Linked DNA regions of Mus musculus: region 2 is linked to region 1. Evidence: chromatin contacts called from public Micro-C data. All regions are on one chromosome and are shown on one strand. The core of a region is the stretch at or near the end of the contact, and the rest is flanking DNA. Distances in the headings are between cores, read along the strand shown. Region 1 overlaps Spag1 (sperm associated antigen 1). Region 2 overlaps Gm38600 (a long non-coding RNA gene).

Region 1 (2,965 bases), core at 326-2,825:
CTATAAGAAAGTAGGCTGAACAAGCCTTGGGGAGCAAGCCAGTAAGCAGCACCCCACCATGGCCTCTGCAGCAGCTCCTGCCTCACGTTCCTGTCTGAGTTCCTGCCCTGACTTCCTTCTGTGATGAACAGTGATGTGGAAGCATAAGCAGAGTACACCATTTCCCCCCGAGTTTCTGTTGCCTCCCCCTGGGGGTGCATCTCAGCAACACTGACCCTAAGAAAGCAGCTAAGGTTTCACTACCTGATCTCCAGATTTACCATAAAAATACTGCCATCTAGACAGAAATATTTTTAAATTCTTTGCTCAAATGACTTGAATTCTCCTAATTTATTTAGGGGGGATCAAGAAAGTCCAAAACAAACAAACAAATAAGCACAGCCAAATATCAAGTATTTCTGGTTTTGTTTTTTTGTGACTGAGTCTTGTGTAGGGAAAAATGACCTCCAATTCACTGTGTGACCAGGGTTGACCCCTTTCTCATCTCCTGCCTCTGCCTCCCCAGTGCCAAGATTACAGGTGGCAGCACCACACCCGGCTCCAAGTATCTTTATAGAAAGAAACAGATGGTGATTTGGTTATGGTTGAACATGATACAGAAAGCATTCACACACACAAATTCACAGTACATTACTAGAATTATGACGCCACCATTCCTTTGGAAGTAATCACCCCGAAAAGCCGGTCAGTGACAAGCTGGAAAGGCAGAATTTCAGGTGAGTGAAGTGGACGCACAGTGTTAGCGTGCTTGCCAGAGATGGATGCTTGCTCTACCTTTAGATCACTGTCGATTTTTTCCCACTCTTCCGCTGAAAAGCTGGATGCTGTCTCTGCAGGCTTGTCCTTCCTCAGAGCTCGACTTTTAGGAGCCAAGTTGGTGAGGCACTTCTCGCAAAATTCCGTGAGTTCAGGATAGTAGCCTTCTTCACCAGACCTTAAAAAGCAGTTTAATTTTAGAGTTGGCATCTTACTTCGAGGCTCTACCATCCTTGATCTCAAGGGCTGTGCAAGGCGGGAGCTGGGAGGCTGGCTCGGCCATCACTGGCCATTCCCATCAGCAAATCTACAGCATACACAGGGCTGAGGACTCCAAAGAAACCAAGGTGAGTTACACACATTAAAGGTTGAATTATGGGCCAGGGAGCCAGCTTGGCTGCTCTTCCAAAGGACCTGACTTCATTCCCACGTGGCAGCTCACTTCTGTCAGTGCAGTTAGTTCCAGGCTATCTGACTCCCTCCAACCAACACCTTCTGGCCTCTGTGGCTACTGGATGCACATAGACGTACATACAGGCTCAATACCCATATGCATAAAATAATACATATTTAATTTCAATAAGTAATATTCTCTTTCCTAACATATATATGTTCATTTTATGCACAGAGCAATTTCAAAATGTATACTGGAAATTCAGTATTAGAGACAGGCTGACAGATAATGCAGGCTTCCATGTCAAAGAGTTTCTGTTAAAAAAAAAAGTCTCATTTTGAGTCAAGGTCTCATACAGCCCAGGCTGATTTCTACATCCTGTGGCTTAGGATGACCATGAACTTCTAATCCTTCTGGGCTCACATTCCTTGTGCTGGACGGCGAATGCTTGCCACCAAATTCCACTGATGTGACTCAAACCCAGTGTCTCATGAATACGAGGCAGACATTGTAAAACATCCCCAGCCCTTGTCACTGTTGCTTGTTTTTAGATTTAATTATTTGTATATATGTGAGTACACTGTAGCTGTCTTCAGACACACCAGAAGAGAGCATCGGATCCCCATTACAGATGGTTGTGAGCCACCATGTGGTTGCTGGGAATTGAACTCAGGACTTCCGGAAGAGTAGTCAGTGCTCTTAACCACTGAGCCATCTCTCCAGGACTGTTTGTTGGTTTTTAATGTATGAGGAGAAAATGGCTGAGAAACAGCTTAGACAAAACACTCTTAAAGTAAACCACTCAAGAAACAGAATCCCTTCCCTAGAAAGCTAGATGAAGTTCTGAACTCCACAGGCCTCCTTGGGCACTGGCATACATGTGCCAAGATACATACATACATACATACATACATTCATACATACATACATACATAAGTCTTTTAAAGGGAAGAAGGTCAGAGAAAATAAAAGCAAGGACCAGTGAAGAGCCAAGAATCATGACTGCATCCTGGGAAGGCTGTTGGCTCAGGAGCCACAAGTGCTTCTGCAGCCGAACGCTCTTCTTCAAATCCAATCTCTCAGGAAACCCACTGACATCCCAGGTTGGTACTCCATGGGGCAGAGACTCTTGAAACTCATGACAATCAGCTGCATTGTTAAAAGCTCGCTTCCCTTCTCAGGCTTCCTGAAGTGGAACGGCTGAGAATGAGGCACTCAAAACAACTACATCTGGACACCCATACAAGATTTGACATCACCAGGCTCGGATAACTTCCTGTTTCAGGCTCTCCACCATCTTCCCTGGGATCAGGCAGCAGAGAGTCACCCTTAGCTGTCAGAGAACCAAAAAGTGCGCCTCCCCCAGTAGCATGTTTCCATGGCTTTACCTTTTCTTGGACAGCCAATGGAGGCCAGCTGACTACCCACTTGGATCCTAACCAGCCATGTCTCATGTGGTCCAAAACCACAGAATCAAACCAATCAGGGACCTATGTACTGACTTCAATATTTGAAAATTCCCCAACACTTCCATTGTTGATTTGTCTCCCTGAAGGCAATGGCATAAAAAGCATGAAATCATTTTTTAAATGCTTACCTCAGCACATAAAGAATTTTTTCCAGGTGTTTCACATCTGAACAGTTTTCAATATACTTGAAATCCAAATGTTCGATGGGAATTTTAAATGTTTTTGTTGTTCCAAAGCCCCACAATGATGGACAGTCCTTAGCCTTAGCAGTCATGGCTGAAACATAATGTAAAAAAACAGATGTGAATCTAATATACATAATTTAGCTCAATTATATATATCATAT
Region 2 (2,965 bases), core at 170-2,669, 150 kb before region 1:
GTTAAATCCAGGGCACTGTACAATTTAGAGTAGCTCTATCACCGTTCCCACATTGGGTCATCTCATTTTCTGTCTGACTTTTTGTTTGGGATTAGTTGATTGTTTGTTTGTTTGTTTTGCTTTGAGACAGGGTCTTAGGAAGCAAACGCTGGCCTTGAACTGTTAATCCTTCTGCCTCCACCTCCCTCCCATGTGTTGGGATTACAGCATGTGCCACCATGTCCCTGTCTGGCTCCTTTTCCAATTTTAAACTTTTAAATTATCCCCAGGAAACATGGACTTGGGAAGTGGTACCCTGACAACATTTCCTGCAGATCTTCCCACGATCTCTACCCACTGGGAGGATTTATGTTCTAAAGACCAAATTGTCTCCTGATAACAGCTCTTCCCACCTCCTCCCTCTAGCATCCCTTCTTGATGGTGCCTGGGCTAGTTCAGTCTTATCCAGTGGTGAACATCCCAGATGCATAGATGCCAATTACTTAAAGGTGGGTTCATAACTGACAGGGATTTTCCTTAGATTGCATTCTTCCATCCTCAGCCAGCTGAGAGTCCTTTGCTTTATGTTTTTTGTCACTGGGGAGTGAAGTTCTCTTGTCTGGGTCTGTAGCTTGGCTGGCAGTTAGGCCAGACTACATTTGACTTTGAGATCAAAGTAGCAATCCTCCCCTAGTGTTATAAACAAGTCTACTTGTGTTAGTTTCCCACCATTTGTGTGAGGTACACTAATCACATTTCTGGTATTGTGATGAATGTCTGTGACAGATCAACTTATGAAGAGTAGCCATTTATTTGGGTACACAGTTTGGAAGGCTTCTGCCAATTGATTCCAGTCGTTTGTAAACTACACTAGACTCTGAGAGAGAGAGAGAGAGAGAGAGAGAGAGAGAGAGAGAGAGAGAGAGAGAGAGAGAGAGAGAGAGGAGATTCTTGTGCTGTTTTGAAAAAAGTGAAATTAGGATCTGGGGCATGTGAACCATGAAGTAATAAGTATGCCCTATTGCTTCACTGGAGTTGTGCTATCCAGCTAGCTTGCATTTCTAGGTGGTAAAGGTCACCACCAGGAATGAAAACATGTTAGGACGGGGTATACCAGATGTCCTAAGAAAATCTAGACAGTGGGTGGGAAGAAAGCTATAACAATACAATACAAGTCTTTAAAAGTTATATTTGCTTTGTTTTGCTCTGGCCTTATTTTCATGCTGTTCCAAGCTTTGCTGCCTAGCATCCACCTAGAAGGAATGTCTGTCGTTCTTCCAACTTACCATGTCTCTAGTCAACCTCCACACTGTGCCACTATGGTGAGCCTTCCTCATGATCACCCAGCTTTGAGATATTTTGTTATACTTTAAAGTATTCTCTCCGAGTTTGAACTATACTACAGAGATAGCTGTGAACTTAGCCTAAGGTGATGCAACACTAGGCAGTGGCTGGAGCCATAGAGCAGCACCAGGAAAGACGTCCAAGGAAGAACTGATGGGAATCTGTGTTCATTTCTTGAGCCAAATGCTATGCTGCTTTCTGTGCAGCAATCATGTCATTTATCTCTCCCAGAAACAAGGTCGCCTTGCTAGCAAGTGCTGGTACTAAAACTCATCCCCAGGCAGCCTGCCCTGCCACACTGATGTACTGCAAGCCTGTGTGATTTGGAAGGCCGTTCCTCAATGTCATGTGCAGTACAATTAGACACGATTGAATCATTCCCTCCTGAATCACTCGTGAATATTGCAATCTGGGGGGAGGAGTCCCCCAAGACCACAGAGATTGTGTGACATGAAATCAACTTCTTTTAAAAGGAAGTCCTGAGGAGCAAATGCTTCGGTCAGGCTGCTCCTCTCTGGTGAACATCCTGGCAGGAAACTTCCAAGACTGCCTGCGGTAAGCACAAGAGACTTAGGAAGGAATTGGTTGCCCTTGACTCTCATTGGGTTTCCTGTTTTGCCTTCCAACATTTGCACAGATTACAAAATATTTTTAGGAACAAAATTTTTGTTGTTGATGTTGCTTTTTCTCTTGCATGAGGTAAGATCTATGTTGGCAAGTGATCAGTTATGGGAATGACTGAGCTACCTGAAGCCAAACAATACTCTTCCCTTTTGAAGCCTGCTCTTTGCCTGTTCTCTATTCACTTCTAATCCCCACCCCTCCCTTCTTGCTCCCACTCTGCCTATTCTTGAAATGCTTTATCAGTCTTATTTGCATATATACCTGACTCTTGACCAGACTGACAGCTTCCTGTTTATCGAGGTGTTTCCATGGCTCTCAACCCACAGCAGCCACTCACAGGAGCTAATGGAATGAATGAAAACAGATTGGCAATTAACTGCTGGAAGTCTGTCAGCACTGAGAGAGAACCTACCTGAGGAGCTGGGCTCATCCTGTCTCAGAGCTGCTGTTGCTGCTGAGCAGGTCCACAAGTCCTTACTCTTAAGCAGATTAGGGGCTCAGGGAGCTATGTGATTCATCTAAGGTGACACAGGTTGTAACGAGCCATGAACCAAGCTCAAATAACCCTTTCCTCAAAATTGGCAGATAAAGAAAACCAGCAGCTTGGAGGGTTTTCCGATCCTCATGACTTCTGGTGACTTTAAAAGCTTTCTTCTGTGTGGTATGGTAGAGTGAAGTTGTGGAGACACTAGTCACTTTACTTCTTTGTGATCTTTCCTAGAGAAAGCAGCATGGTGGAGAAGGAAGGTGGCTGGATATCTTCCAGGGCAGAGTTCAAGTCCTGGTTCCTGACACCATCGCCAACATCCCTCTATTTGTCCTAGAGGGGCAATCACTCTCATAGCCTTTGAAGGAGAAAGTAAATCACACACACCCAGTGGAGCGGCAGGCATCCTGTTTGGTCAAGGTAGTCAAAGGGCAGGTGTTTGAACAGCAGGATGCCTGTGAGCTCTGCTGGCTCAGAGCCCTGGGATACCTTTTCTTCCTGCTTTATCCAGGTCCCAAACCTCACACACAG

Evidence for each region. A called contact is a pair of places that touch in the nucleus more often than the background predicts.
Region 2: a contact with region 1 is called in a Micro-C map of granulosa cells, with 4 times the contacts expected there. The contact joins two enhancer-like sites. A contact is called at or near these places in 1 of 39 promoter capture datasets (embryonic stem cells), 5 of 484 Hi-C or Micro-C datasets (CD4 T cells, Th1 cells, embryonic stem cells and 2 more), 5 of 115 datasets of contacts at active chromatin or transcription factors (the SCID.adh cell line, bone marrow-derived macrophages, effector CD8 T cells and 2 more) and 3 of 9 other capture datasets (adipose tissue, liver and pancreatic islet).

The regions. Positions count from the first base shown.
Region 1 is chr15:36,181,626-36,184,590 of GRCm38.p6, reverse strand. Spag1 (sperm associated antigen 1) reads right to left here. Exons shown (of 20, transcript NM_001359982.1): 3 at 2,748-2,895; 4 at 775-934. Among named protein-coding and RNA genes, the nearest start is that of Spag1, 6.4 kb to the right of the region's middle. Within about 2 kb of position 1,575, at least 23 of the 459 cell types and tissues checked have an H3K27ac peak or open chromatin away from gene starts, as enhancers often do. A contact at or near this core is called in granulosa cells, where this site is marked.
Region 2 is chr15:36,333,370-36,336,334 of GRCm38.p6, reverse strand. The region is part of intron 4 of Gm38600 (a long non-coding RNA gene); the gene reads right to left. Among named protein-coding and RNA genes, the nearest start is that of Gm33826, 3.9 kb to the right of the region's middle. Within about 2 kb of position 1,419, at least 35 of the 459 cell types and tissues checked have an H3K27ac peak or open chromatin away from gene starts, as enhancers often do. A contact at or near this core is called in granulosa cells, where this site is marked.